Regions from separate parts of the Anas platyrhynchos genome. Here region 1 is linked to region 2. Evidence: chromatin contacts called from public Hi-C data. All regions are on one chromosome and are shown on one strand. The core of a region is the stretch at or near the end of the contact, and the rest is flanking DNA. Distances in the headings are between cores, read along the strand shown.

Evidence for each region. Hi-C and Micro-C count contacts between places; a contact is called where the count stands out from the background.
Region 1: a contact with region 2 is called in a Hi-C map of liver, with 7 times the contacts expected there. The contact joins two enhancer-like sites. A contact is called at or near these places in 2 of 8 Hi-C or Micro-C datasets (liver and subcutaneous adipose tissue).

Annotation. Positions count from the first base shown.
Region 1 is chr5:10,777,245-10,784,309 of IASCAAS_PekinDuck_T2T, forward strand. No RefSeq gene overlaps it. Among named protein-coding and RNA genes, the nearest start is that of EIF5, 15 kb to the right of the region's middle. Within about 2 kb of position 2,942, at least 3 of the 8 cell types and tissues checked have an H3K27ac peak or open chromatin away from gene starts, as enhancers often do.
Region 2 is chr5:10,597,254-10,604,614 of IASCAAS_PekinDuck_T2T, forward strand. No RefSeq gene overlaps it. Among named protein-coding and RNA genes, the nearest start is that of COA8, 18 kb to the left of the region's middle. Within about 2 kb of position 3,683, at least 1 of the 8 cell types and tissues checked has an H3K27ac peak or open chromatin away from gene starts, as enhancers often do.

The sequences.
Region 1 (7,065 bases), core at 1,692-4,191, 180 kb after region 2:
TACATGGGTTGGAGCATTCACTGTAGAGAGGGTTTAGGAGCCCCACACATAAAAGCTAAGCTGAACCTGGGGTGCTGGCGGTGTCACCCACTCTCTGCAGGGACCAGGTCACTTCTGCCCCACTTCTAATGCTGCAGAGGGACCAGCTGCCCACATTTTAGGGGGGGGTGGCTGCCACAGCACGGGCACCAGGGATCGCGAAATGGGCTTTCTGCAGCTCTTCGTGAAAAATCCCTTCCTAGCAGGGCATCTCATGCAGAACAAGCTCCAGCTGTAAGGGCTGAGCCCTGGCTTTAATTTGTGGAATGATTTTCAAGCAGTACCAAGAGCAGGGGGGCAATCAGTGGAGAGAAATAGCTTCACCCTTCCTGTGCTGGTGGGGAAGGAGGCCCACGGGAACAAAGTCTTCCTCTGCTGTGTTTGGAGATCAGACCCAGCCTGCTTGGATATCTCTGAATGATGGCTAGAGAAGAGTAGGACCAGCATCACCCCTCGTTTTATATGCTTTAGCCTCTCTGGCTGTGATATGTGCCCTGCCACATCCCGTTCACAGCACGACTGCAAAGCCTCCTTGCCTGGCTTGTTGCTCGGATGGGTGGGTTCAGCAGGGTGGGTTCGGCATCTCACTTGTCCTAGGTCTGGAGTGCAACATTGCCCATGCTCATCCCCCACTGAGGGCAATTACTGCTTTCACAAGAACAAAAATGAGAAGGATCAGCCACAAAACACCCCTCCCTTGGGTTGATATACTCCAAATAGCATCAGGGGCACTCAGAAATGCACAATGCTGTTAATACAGATGGGAGGAAAACAAAAGAATGTTTTTCAGAGCTGGGTTTGGAGGGTTTTGAATCAGAAAGTCTCAGAGTCCTCTTGTGGCATTACAGCTGATGGGGGGCAGCCACATCAAATACTCCTTTTCCCCCCAGGTGGATGGACTAGACATAATCTGGTCCTTGTAGGATAGCAAGGCTGGGGTTATTTTTCTTTAGAGTTAACCACGAAGGTCTCCAGCCCTCTTTCCGTCCTCCATTAAATCCATTTTCCAATGAAATTGGAAACCTTGATTAACAACCTGCTAGGGGAGAGAAATCACTGGAGTCTTTCTGCTCGCCCAAGAGACGCTCCCTGCTCTGGGATAAATGTACATTTCATTTTTGTTCATATGCTGCATTTTTGTTCTGCAGAAGAGAAAAAGGGCTGAGCTGTCTTCTAGGACGACTACAGATTCACAGGGGAGAAGAAAAAAAAAGCAATTTCTTTGGAAGTCATTTTCTCTTAAGAAGTTCTGTCTGCATTTTTTATTAATAATACAACACCCTGGATGTGTCAAAAAATATGAAAATACATTTCCTGGTGGGGAGCTCCAGTCTCACAGACCCTGGCAGTACAGCTGGGTTGTCATTTGCTTCTTGGAATTTCATTTCCTAATCAACACGTCTGTGAAATCACTGCGTTTTCAAAGTCTGGCTTCCACAGCTGCTGTGATCAAAGCCTGGGGAGGTGGGGGCAGAGTGGGCAGGGGGAAACACGCCATCTTCAGCAGCAGCCTCCCCCAGAGGGAGAGGGAGGAGAAAGCCCATGCAGCAGAGAGAACTGAGACAAAGGGGGTGTTGATGTCCCCACGTGGGTTTAGTGTTTCAGAGAGAAACAAGAAAATAGGGATCTAGAGACCCAGCTCTCGACTTTGGTGTCCAACTGGTCTCTGCTTTAGCATTTTTGTGTGTTTGTTTGTTTTCCCTTCAAATTTAAGCATTGAGTTTCTTGGGCAGCAAGAGGCAAAGGAGCAGGGGTGTGGTAAAGCTGCTGAGATGGTGGCCCCGAGGAGCACAGCGTCCAGGGAGCAGCCACCTCTGCCAGTGAGCAAGGCTGGGAAACTGGGGGCGAAACAGCCTCTTCCCACACAGCGGGTCCCACAGGTATCCAGTGATACTCAGATACATTAAAATTCCCTGAATCAGATTCAGACGATCAGGTTTTGCTTCTCTGACACCTGCAGAGCCATAAATTCAGTGGGCTGACAGTCACCCAAAAGCCCTCCCAGGAAATGCAGGCTATGCATGTTTTCGAAGAAGATAGAGAGATATGAGAAAAAGAAGAAAGAAAAAAAAATATTTAAATAAAACAAAACAAAACCCAAACCACCCTGCCATCCTCATTTATCATGAAGAAGGATTATTCGCTGGTTTCTCAGAGCCCCACAAAGACACCGCCAGCTGCCTCCTGAAGGTTGTCCCTCTTCCCCGGCCAACCGTGTCCCTGCTGGCCGGGTGTGGGGGCTCTAGCAGCAGGGCACCAGCCTCGCCCTGTGCCTTGCATGGCACCGCGGTGCAGCTGGGGGCTCCTCACACGCTCACAAGGCAGGAGCGAGCCCCTTGTCTGTGTCTCCTGGGGCTGCTGGTCACTGAGTCACAGGATGTCCTGAGTTGGAAGGGATCCACAAGGGCCATTGAGTTCAACTTCTGACTCCACACAGCACTGCCCAAAAAACAGCCCACGTGTCTGAGAGCGGTGTCCAAACACTGTTTGAGCTCTGTCAGGCTCAGTGCTGTGACCACCACCCTGGGGAGCCTGTCCCAGTGCCCGACCACCCTCTGGGTGCAGAACCTGTCCCTAACCCCCAGCCTGTCCCTCGCCTGCCCCAGCTCCTGTCCCAGCTCCATGCCGTCCCCTCGGGTCCTGTTGCTGTCCCCAGGGAGCAGAGCTCAGCGCCTGCCCCTCCGCTCCCCTCGTGAGGGAGCTGCAGGCCGCCATGAGGCCTCCCCTCAGCCTGCTCTGCTCGGGGCTGAACAACCAAGGGGCCTCAGCTGCTCCTCGTACATCCTCCCCTCTAGGCCCTTCACCATCTCTCTAGCCCACCTTTAAGCACTCTTTAATAGTTTTGTCCTGCTATTGTAGTGCCCAAAACTGCACCCAGCAAGGCCACACCAGCACAGTGCAGAACAATCCCTCCCCTTGCCCAGCTAGCAACGGTGACTGATTCCTGCTTATCTGAGCCCATTTTGGGGACAGGCTGAGGATGCTTCTCTGTTCTCACCCATACCAACGAGGTGCCCGAATGTTTCATTGGGGCTCCCTTGCCTCCACCGGAGAGCTGTGTGGGGAAGCATCCAAGCAAGTGCCGCTGGTGCAGCTGCTCCTTCCCTCTCTGTGCCACCTGGAAAAAGATTTGGGAGCTGGGGCACCCACAGCACAGCAGCCACTCAGCCCTGTGGGGACGTGACGATGTCCTGCCAAGAACAAGCCAGCTGTGCACAGCCTGAAAGTGTCCTCCCACAGAAAGGGCAGCATTTTACCCTCAGAGCACGTGAACTGATATTACACGGAGCAGGGTTTTAAGATCATCCAGGTTGCCTGAAGGACACAGGCTGGAGCTCAGCGAGCAGTTCTTCCCAGGCAGAGCACTCAGCGCTTTATACCTTCCAGAGGAAAACACCTCCTGATGTACAGTCTGCGTGTGCTGCAGAGGCAGCTGAATCCCTTGAGCGGTTTCATGACACATCTGACAGGACAGGCTGATTTCCACCACCCCTCTCTCCAACCACCGCCTGCCAGAACAAGCAGCTCCCCACTCCCTGCAGCTTTCCCCCTGTGAGGCGTTTTGGGGTGGTGGTGACACAGCACCCGTGCCACCTTCCTGTCCCTGGGCTCCCCAAACCCCTCGGGGACATGCTGCAGGTGTGACCCTGCTTCCCCATGCAGGCTGCCAGCGGGTGCCAGGAGCCCCTTCCCCATCTAGCAGAGAATTTGCAATTATTGCTCAGATGGTTAAAAAAGGGTATGAAAGGGAAACGAGCATGGTGGGGGCTGGGAGGGAGGCAACCGATCCCGGTAGCTCTGGAGCCAGAAAATATTCAGGGGTGAGAAAATTGTGAAGGAATGGAGGAATGATTTTTTATTTTTTTAATTTTTAATGTATTTTGCTTTTCTCTCGCCGTTGCCGCTGGTTACCGGGGGGGCTTGGGGCGGCGGCTCCGGGGCACGGGCACCCCCTGGCGGCCGCGGGGCTTCCTTGTGCCGCTGCTGGGGTTCGGGGACACGGGTGGCCGTGGGGTCAGACGGGTGGCAGTGGGGTCAGACCCTTTTCTGGTTCCCTTTCCACCGCCCACCATGGTCTGCTTCCCACAGCACGTCAGAGGAGATGAGGCAGTGCTGGCTCACGTGTGTTTGTGGGTTTGAGTGGATGGCTGAGATCCCACACTGGGTTCTGTGTTCCAGCCTGGGGGACATTAATGGGAAGTGGGTCTCTGATATGGTCAGCATTTAGGGAGGGAAAGCAGGTCATGGAAACCTCCCAGGACTAAAGGTTTCTCTGACAGCCAGGTACCTCCCCAAGGCATGGACCTCCATAACATGACATCTCGTCTAGCTACAGGCATCCCACTGACAGACACCAAAATCCCTGCCACTGCCCAGCTCTGGACCAAGACAGAGACTTTTTCTCAACAGCAAAGCAAGTCCTGTGGGGTGGGAAACAGCAGAGCAGGCCACAGGGAGCCGTCCCTGCAGTGTGAGCACTGTGCTCCAAGACGAGCAGCTCCTCGCAGGTCACCGAGCCAGGCCCCGATCAGCAGCTGGCCGCTTTGATCCCAGGCTGAAGGCGGGTGTGAGCTGATAAGGAAGGGAGGTCAGAGAAAGGCGACTGCCATCCCGCATTACCCTCCCGGGCAGCTATGTGCACGGCAGGTTGTGTCATGAGCGCAGCCACTCCTTCCCCAGCCAGCACACAGCTGCAGGCTTTCCTGAAGAACAGGTTTTCTGCTGTTAATGATACCACGGCTTCTAGCTTCCACTCCCAACCCCCCCAGCACTGAAAAAAAAAAAAAGAAAAAAGGAACAAAGGAGGCGACAATATCATAAAAGACTACGTTAACAAAGACCCTGCAGTCGTTAATGCCTTGTGCTCACGAAGCACCGCAGCTCCCCAGCGAGCATCACCAAACGCCCCCAGAAAAGGCTCGCACAACAGACAGGTACCTGCTCTCACACATCTCCTCCCACCAGGAACAATCCGTTCCCCCTCGGTGATTCAGATAAAACCACCCCCTCGCCCAGGACAAGCCTGTTTGCATTACAGAATGGGAGGTCACTGTTCATTCCTCCACCACACTGCACCAGGATGGAGCTGGCTGTGTCCATGGTGCTGCCCCTGAGCCTCCTCTGCTCCTGACCCCTCCAGCACTGCTTCACCCTCATGTACAACTGGAGGCACCTCCAGGTCCATGCAAGTGAGGATGTTTGCCAAGAGCATTTATTGGGGAAAGGCCGGCTGCTTAGCTCCAGAGCCTTCGGAGGCTTTGTAGGCACCTCTCTCTTATATGGCATTTGTTTTGCCAAAACCGTAGGGATTGCTGCTCTCTTCTGGCATCAGAACTGACCAGGAGCTGACTAGGTGGACTCATCCCCCCCTCATCCCGTTTATTTGTAATCAGCTTGAGAACTGCACAGAAGATTAGTTCTGCTTACACATTACTACTTTTTATCTTTTATTTATATATATATATATATATATATATATTATTTCTGGTGTCTTGAATTCAGCAAGACATGCTACTTAATAATTAACTTTTGGCTACTCCTTTTGGCTGCAGTATGAAGGTGTTGGTCCTCTGTGACATCTATTAGGTAGGATCCAGCCTGCTTTTGCTACAGAAAGGTTTCCTTTCCCTTTATCTGTGCAGCTCCACCCAGGCAGGGACTCCACTCCTCTGGAAGAGGTGCATTCCTGGATTCCTGGCAGCAGCTCAAGTGGATGCACGTCCAGCCTCAGAGTGAACAGCATTTGCCTTGTTTAAACTGATCCTTCTGATTTTGTCAAAAGTGCACTGAAAGTCAACAACTTTTAAAACCATTCCTTCTGTATTGTGGATCTTACATGTAAGTCTTTCACCAGAATAAATGGAAAAGAAGATGTACCCATCCTGATCCTGGAGAAAACGTGGAGAATGAAAACTCCTGGATTAGGCATCAGGTGATAAAAAAGAATCTAAAAGAGATTATTTAAAATCCTGTGACTTTCCCCCACGGAGTGGTATTTTCTTGTGACTGCAGCCATGCTCCTGCTTCCCATTTCAACCCCTCATGTGCTGGCCCACCAACTGTGGCCACTCTGAGCCAAGGCATTTCCAGCTGGGACCACCGAGCTCACCTGCTTGTGGTGCAGAATACCAACACTGGCAGGCTGAGGCAGGAGGCAGAAGCTCTTAAATCCAGCTTTCCCAGCAGCAGAGATCAAGTGAAAAAGCCTTGGCCTCTTTACTTAATCTTTTTTTTTTTTTTTTTTTTTTTTTTCTGTGTGGTTCAATTCTGTTGACAGTTTATACACCTGCAATTTTGTCCCTAAGAGTGATTCTTTACCTAACAGTTCCCCGTCAGTGCAGGAATGGGATAATATACACGTTTCTTCACATTTCCCCTAAAGATGCCGGATGTCTTCCTTAATGACACAGATACAAATCCAGGCTAACTCCATTGACGTCAATGCTGTTAGCTGGGTTTTATTAGTAGCAGATCGATATGAAAATCAGTATCAAGCAAAAATTCAGAGAGAATAATGCAAACACCCACACAGACCTCCCACCAAGGAGCTCCCGGTGCTGCTGCTTCCCTCATTTGCAACGTGCTGCTTATGCGCCCAGACCCCAGCCTCAAACCAGAGCTCTCCTTTGCATCATCTCTTCCCCTCTTGAGAAAGAAAATACCGTGCACAAAATGCATCTAACATCAGGGTGAAGAGATAAGATTAGAAGTGGAAAAAACAGCACTCTCCTGCTGCAACCTGAGAAAACGCCGGGGCCCTGAGAGCAGGAACAGGCTCTGCAGCCTCTCCCCTCGCCTTGCTGGTGCTCGGCTGCTGCTGTTCAGGGCCAGCCCTGATACCGTGCACTGAAGTAACCTTGGGGCCGAGCATCCTTGCTGGCAGAGCTGTGGCAGTGCTGGACCCCTGTGCGTGTGCCTGTGCCAGCCCCGCACCTCGCTGCTCCCTCTGTGCGGACCCGTGGGGCCGTCACTGGAAGCTGCTGGCATCCTGTTTACAGAAACCTAGCAGGTGGCTTTTTGCCGAGG
Region 2 (7,361 bases), core at 2,433-4,932:
TCCACAGGGGGACAAGTTGATCATTTTTGCTCCCACTGCCCCCCATCTAGCTGCATCTTGCAGTTTCCTACCTAAGACTGCTGTCAGCTAGCTTACAGCTACTTGTCCTCCTGCCAGCTTTGTCCCCCAGAAGTGCTTCCTCCCCCCGATGTGTGTTTACACAGCAATCCTCCCCAGCGCTGTTTGTGCAGGGTTTGAGGTGTGTGCAGAGCCCCAGGCTCAGTGGCTGCTGCCTCGCAGGGCGTCTGGCTTGGGGCATGTTGGCACCAACACCTCTCTGCAGCCTTTCCTTGCAGACTTGAGTCCCTGCCCGGGCGGCACACAGAGCCTTGCAGGAGCTCTCCCTGCCCACATCTCCCTTCTGGCAGCTCCCTCTTGCTGTTCACCACCTTGGCTATTGGCTTCAAGCTTTGTAACCCCTCGGTTCAGGATGGGAAAGCAGATTTCGCCATCCTGAGCGGAGCCCTGCCAGCCCTGTGTTAGTTCCTCAATAAATAACTTCCTCACTGTTTGTCCAGAGGTCCTCGTGTGTTCTCGGAAAGTGCCTTATCTTTGCATGAATTCACTCCTGGCTGCTTTGCCTCCTGCCCATCTCTGTGAATTCAGGCATCATTGCATGTGTCAACCAGGGCACTTCAGTTAATGTTTTCATGAAAGCTGTCTTATCCAGCCTGCTGCAACACCGGCCTGGCTGCACGCTGCCACTCCTGGAAAGGGAACCCTGTCCCTCCTCTGCAGAAGGCTGGAAAACTGCCCATCCTCTCAGGAGATGCTGGACATAAGCTGTTAAGTGTGAGAGATGCAGGTGCTTTCCACAGGGGGATTGTTTGAAGAACAAACAAACCAGCCCGGCTGTGCGGAGACAGCTCGTGGGTGTTGTGTTTGCTGTATTTGGGTCAGAGACGAGTGATAAAAATAGGGCTGTACACGGCTTACTGGGCAGGCTATGCAGCACCCGTACATGTACCAGCACACAGCACTGGTCACTTTGCTCCCCTGGTTGATGCTGCATTCACTAAAAGCAGCTGGAAGTGGGCACTGACAGAGAGCCACTGCTCCTCTTGGTCCCACAAATGCCCTCTGCAACCTCACAGCTTTGGGTTCTCCTTTTCTATGCAAGGGCACTGTGCAAGCTGTAAGGGGGTAATCTGTGCCTCCAGCTGTGAGTCTGCACCTCGGCATGGCAGGTAAGGGAGACCGTGTGAATGGAGAGAGAGCAGAGCATCATCTGTGTGGTTGGGAAGGGGGGGAGATAGAGGACCCCTGGTGAATGTCAGGGAGAATGGCTTGGCTTCACCTCCGCTTGCTGTGCAGCTAGGTGAGGTTGGAAAGGAAAAACAGACTTCTGCATGGCTGAAATCTGAGCGCATTTACATTTCTGATGCCCTTATTGTGAGGAACAAATTACAGGAAATTGGTTCCTGTCCTCTGCTTTACACGTATTTAATCATTTGCAAATATAGCTGCTAATGAGTAGGTCGGATAAGGCTCCTGACCCTGCTTTGCCTCCTGTGCAAATGAAAGCCCTCGACCTGGGGGCAGGACTCCCTCCCAGCCCACTGATGAAGACTGAGGACAGGGGTGGCAGGATTCGTGCTTCTCACCCCCTTCTCACTGCCCCAGAATTGCAGAGCAAACCCTCACTGACCCCTTGCAGCCCGTGCCCTTGCTGGAGGGAAGCACAGAAGGGTGTGCTACCACTTGCCAAAGCTGCACAAATTGACCATGCCTCCTGCCTTTGCATGCTTTGTGCAGTCTGTCAGCTCAAGCATGGGCTCTTCCAAACTGAGGATTAGCAGGATGATTGCTGAAATAACGTGTGAGTTTGTTCTGTGGGTACATGGTGATGTTTCTGAACACCCCTGCAGCCGGTGCCTGCCTTGCAGGCTACCTCTGCCACCAATAGCTCCCGCACACATCTCCCTCGGCTTCCAGTTCACTTCCACCAGAGGCAGGGCTGTGCCTCCCAGAGGTGCCCTGCAGCCACCTGCAGGTGCTGGTGGCAAGAAATGATGTCAGTCCCACGGCCAGCCCTCACATGGTGGGTGCTTGCTTTGGCTTGCATAGTGTTTGGGCTGGCGGGTTCGCTCCCAATGCTGCTTTGATGTCATCGATCACGAGCCCTCGGTGAGTCTGTGTCTGAAGCAGCATGCCTCCAGAAATGCCAGGGCACACTGCAACAGGCGCGTCTCCTCCCTTCCTTTGCCTCCAGGGCCCCGCTGAAACCTCAAGATTTTTGAAGAACAAGGTGTCAGCTGGTGGCTGTGCTGGTCACGCTCTTCTCAGAGGGTGTCTGAAGGCACAGATGCATTGCCAAACGTTTCGGTGACCTTGGTGAGAGAGGATGGTGACCAGTGATACTATGACACATTTCCAGAGACCAATGTGTCCCAGTACTTCCTGAAGATTTTTGCTGGCTGAGAAAGCTCGTCCACTCAGTAGCCATTTAATTAATCTCTGAGTGTGACACACAGAACATCCATCTATTTTCATTGCCAGTAACTCTTCATGACGCAGGATGTCACGAGCTCGAATCCCAGCAGATATACATCCACATAATGAGGGAAAAATAATTCCCTCTGCTGCACGAATTGGTGGCAGAGACTCCGGCTTTTGCTATGCAGAAGTCACGCTGGAGCACTGCCACAGTCCCTCTGGACCTAGTGGTATGTGGCTCGTGTCTTGCAGGACAAGAATCATTGAAGCAGGGTCAGGAGGGTAGGCAGTGGGTGCTGTTAGCCCCGATCCCCTGATCCTTGGGGATCTTGATGGTGGGGACCCTGGCAGCAGTGGTTTGGGAGCAGCCCAGCCTGCCCTGCCTTCGGCACGTGCCTGACCACAGGCTATGTGCTGCGGGGTGGTTGCTCCTCTTGCACCATCTCACTGACATCTGTGAGCTCAGCCATCGTCCACCAGGGGACACTGAGTGTCCTTTCACACATGTCCCAGGGCCCATTTGCAGGCCCAGGGTTGTAGCAGTGGAAGAAGACCTCACAGGGCCCTACAGCACACAGCGTTTTAGTCTTAGCTGTGAAAGCAGGCGAATTTAAGGCGAAAATTTAGCACAAAAAAGGCTCTAAGTCAGGAGTTTTCCAATCAGAAATGATCAAGACAACACAGCTGAGATGCATTATGTGAAAATAATTGTATTCATAGGACTTGTGTCCAACTGTGTATTGGATGCAATGACAAAGTGGAAGCAGCTTTGGTAAACGTAACACTGATGTGAATAACACCTTATGAGAGACATTCATATTTTGTCCACCTCAACTGGGCTTTAGGAAAGCAACAGAAATAAGATGCCATGTGGGCAGAAGAAGGGGCTGTACAGGCCCAACAAGAGCTGCAGCGTGGCGCAGCCACGTGAACTGGCAGCTGCTCTTAATGAAGAAATTTTGCTTTTGGATGATGAAAAGGGGATATTTTCTTCTGTATGGGCAGGACAAAGGCTTTGTGGGAAAGCTAGTGTGATGGATAAGGAAAGCACCTACATTTACTGGGGATTTTCAATGTGGGTGTTAGAAAGGATGTTCTATACAGTCCCCTGACTTTGTTTTGTCAGCTATGCTTGAAATATTGTGTTTGCACAGAGGTCATGGTCTCTGGGAGTTTACAGTAATGCAGCGTGACACACACTTGTGTTGGTCAGCCTCATCTGGAGGAGCTTCTAAAAGGGTGATCTTGCTGGATGTGGCTGGACGACATCTGGGTGAATCAGTGACTTGTCAGCTCTAGGTTGGTGCAACCTTCCAGTGCAGAGAGAGGCATTGCTAAATTTATTGTCTGCTGGTCAGAGTGGAAGAGTGGGATGATGTTTCCCATCCATGAAAGGACACAAGACCTTGTCTGCATCACAGAATCAGAGAAAACTTAGGTTGGAAGGGACTGCTGGAAAGCATCTGGTCCAACCCCCTGCCCAAACCAGGGATAACTTTGAAGCTAGATCGAGATGCTCAGGGCATTTTCCTATTGGGTTTTCAATATCTCCAAGGATGGAGAGTCCACCATTTCTGGGTCTCTACTCCAAAGTCTCAGCACTGTCATTGTGAAATATTATTCTAATATATCAGCTTAGATATATCTCTTCATCTGATATGCCTTGCTTGTAATAATGCTTGCTCTTCTTTCTCTCTCCCTCTCTCTCTCTCTTTTTCTTTAAAGAGCATGAAGTTCCAGAAGGATTTGTGTTTTACCCCCAAGGATCCTTAAATAAAGTGAGATTGTGCTCGATATTGGTTTCCTACAAACAATGTTATAATGAATACTTATTCTGAATTCTTACCCACTTCATGTCCTAGTAGAGCAACAAGGGACATTGTTTTAAAAACTAAACGTAGTTATTACAAAATAATAATATTATTAATAATAACAATAACAATAACAATAATAATAATAATAATAATAATAATAATAATAATAGTCAGCTTCTTTCTAGATTCCTTCTGGGGAAGATAATACCATGGTCTGGTGTACGTAAGCATTGCCTGCAGTTTCTCTTAAGAAGCAGAGATATGCAGGTTCACAAACAATTATTTCAGTCATTCATATTTTATATTTGAGCAGCTTGAACAGCCTCTGCAGCAAAGACTAGCGGAGATTATGAAAGCCTGTTTTAGCTAAAAAGCTAAACTTCAGGCTGCATCATTTCTTAGTAGGTACTAATGCCTCCAATGCAGGTGGAAAAGCAGAGCTCCTCTACATGAAAACTGGGGACCAAACAGAATGAAATCCTGTTCCTACAGAAGTCAGTAGGAACTGTGCCCCTGTCTGGGGGGGTACCTGCTCCCCTGAGCACCACAGCCTGTCCCTCAAATACTCCCACTGAAATGCTGAGCCAGCCTACTTGATCCAACTGGTGATAGCTGGTAGGAACATAACACCAGAGATATTCCTTCCTGAGCAAATGAGCATTTGCAATTTAAGCAGAAGCTTTTTCTCATAGCTTAGGAAAACAGCGATGAGATCATTGCTACTACATTTTGAAGACAGCGGGTGAGCGAAAAGCAAAGCTTCGCCATCAGGTGGCACTCTGAGCATGCTGTTCAGCTGGGGTGTCACTCAAAATGTTCCTAGGCTGGAGGAAATTCCTTCAATTCAGTAATATGACATAAACTTCATGAGCTGTGATTCATTTCAGGTTAACACCCTTTATTTATTTCTGCAAAATTAATCATCCAGCTATATTTGCTGCATTGTTTTCAAACACAGGAGTCCTAGGAATAGAAGTACAGCAACTCCTTGTTTTCATAATGTTTCTTTATCTAAACAGTTACTTGGCTTAATATTTTTGCCGAAGCAGACTAAATCCACTATTTGTTCTCTATAGTAAACTGGCATATCTTGGCATCTGTTCTGTTTGCTTCTGTCTTTGTTCTAATTCCTTACCATTGAGCTGATCTCAACATAGGAACCTGAGTTAATGGTCTCCATTTTTTTCCCCCTTATTAACCTTTTCAGCCGTTTAACTGTATTTGTGTATTTGCAGTCTCCTCTATTGTTCTGCATGAGGTTTCACTTGGGAAGAATTTCAGTTAAGACCTTTTTATTATTTATTTATTTATTTTATTTTTTTAAGGATTGTACTTCTAGACAAAACATAGAATATAAAAAGCCTTTCCTGTTAGTTCTCCCGATTTATTTATTAATTTATTTATTCATGCATTAGGGTGGCTTAGCTCTACATTACTGCTCCTGTAGAAAGAAATTGTAGTTAGGGTAATTGAAGGGTGAAATTAAAGGATTCATGGTTAGCACTGCAGAACAGCACTGCAGACTATAAAATTGCTGTTCTGTTTCTTGAAGCCAGAATTTCCTTACTGGTACGAGTGGGAGAGAGACCGTGCTTTCCAGTGCATCGGTAAGTACTGCTCAACTGCAGAAGAGAAGAGGGCTGAAGGATTTTTGCACAAAAGCCTCCCCTCCCTCCAGCGTATTTGTAAAACCTCTTTTTTAAAATCTTTTCAACCAAACGACCACTGAAACCAGTTTAAGTGCTCCAAATCCCAGCTCTCACCCCTGCATCCCCTGACCCTAATACTGAGTGTACTCCCTGCCATTCACCACTCCCCTCCCCAAAGCCCTTAACAATGTGGCGCTTGTTACGGGGAAAAGCATGAGCTCATCCTTTGTAATCATCCGACCGCATTAGCTGCCATTCCAAAGGAGGTTTTGTGGCAATTTATGAATACATTCAGACAAGCCAGTGCTGTATAAACTTTGGTCGAATCTTCAGGGAGTAAAACAGAGTGGATTAAGTCCTCATATCTGCTGTAAGAATAGGTTGTATGAATACAGGGAAGCCCTGGTTATTCAGATAATACAGTCATGTTTCAATCTAAATACAAGATCTCTTAGAGGCTCAGGGAAGCAATGCCCCAGCGTAGTCTTCAGGCACCCACACGGCCGGGTTACACAGATAATCCTCTGATCCTCTGACATTCAGGACTGGATGGAAACAAAGGTGAGAAAATGAGAAATGCAAATGAGTAATTCTGAAAGTGTGAAGGGAAGAGTGTGTTGAAGCCTAAGCCTGACAAAAATAGCAGCAAAACAACTGCATTTTAGGCAAATGAGTTATAATCACATGTAAATTGCATTTTTAATTGGGTTCACTGTAGCTTTCAATTTAGAGACCTGCTTGAACTCTCTATAGGTCCATAGTCTCCGTGGTCTCTATAGTCTCTGTGGTCTCTCTTCCACCTGTGGCACCGAAGAACAAAACCTTGCTAAAATACCTAATTTCCTAAGTCCTGAAAATCCGGCAACTGATGCCTTTTGTGCATTAACCACCCCAAAGGTCTTCAAAGATAAAGCACCAGTACTGTGCTGTAGTCACTCGCTATCAAGAACAGAATTAGATGGCTTGTATGAGTTTTCCCACTGCATACCTGGGTACAACAAAACAGTTGTATCTCCACCTCCATACCATCTTTTCATTACCTGGAACATTAAAGAACAGACCAAATTCTGAATTTTGAGCATTACATAGCCTACCTAAGTTACATAATCTAGTTAAGAAAAAAGTTCGGTGGTGAAGTTCTAGAAATCTTCACCGATTTGCTTGTGTGACCTCAGAGGAGTCATTTTTCTCCTCTATTCATCCATTTTCCCCAGCCATTACATATTACATCTTGTTGCATTCTTTTCTGAGGATTCACACCATGCTCCAGCAGGGACAAGGGAAGGAGTGCTGTAGCTTGTCCGGGATTTCCTGCACCTGACTTGCCTAGGTTGGCAGAGACAAGTAAATTGCATGCAGGCCATGATTTTCCCTCTTTGTAATTAGTCTTTTAAATTTCCCTGTAACCGAGATGAGCCTACAAAAAATGTCACGGATGCAAAGGTCTTCACACTTTTCTAAT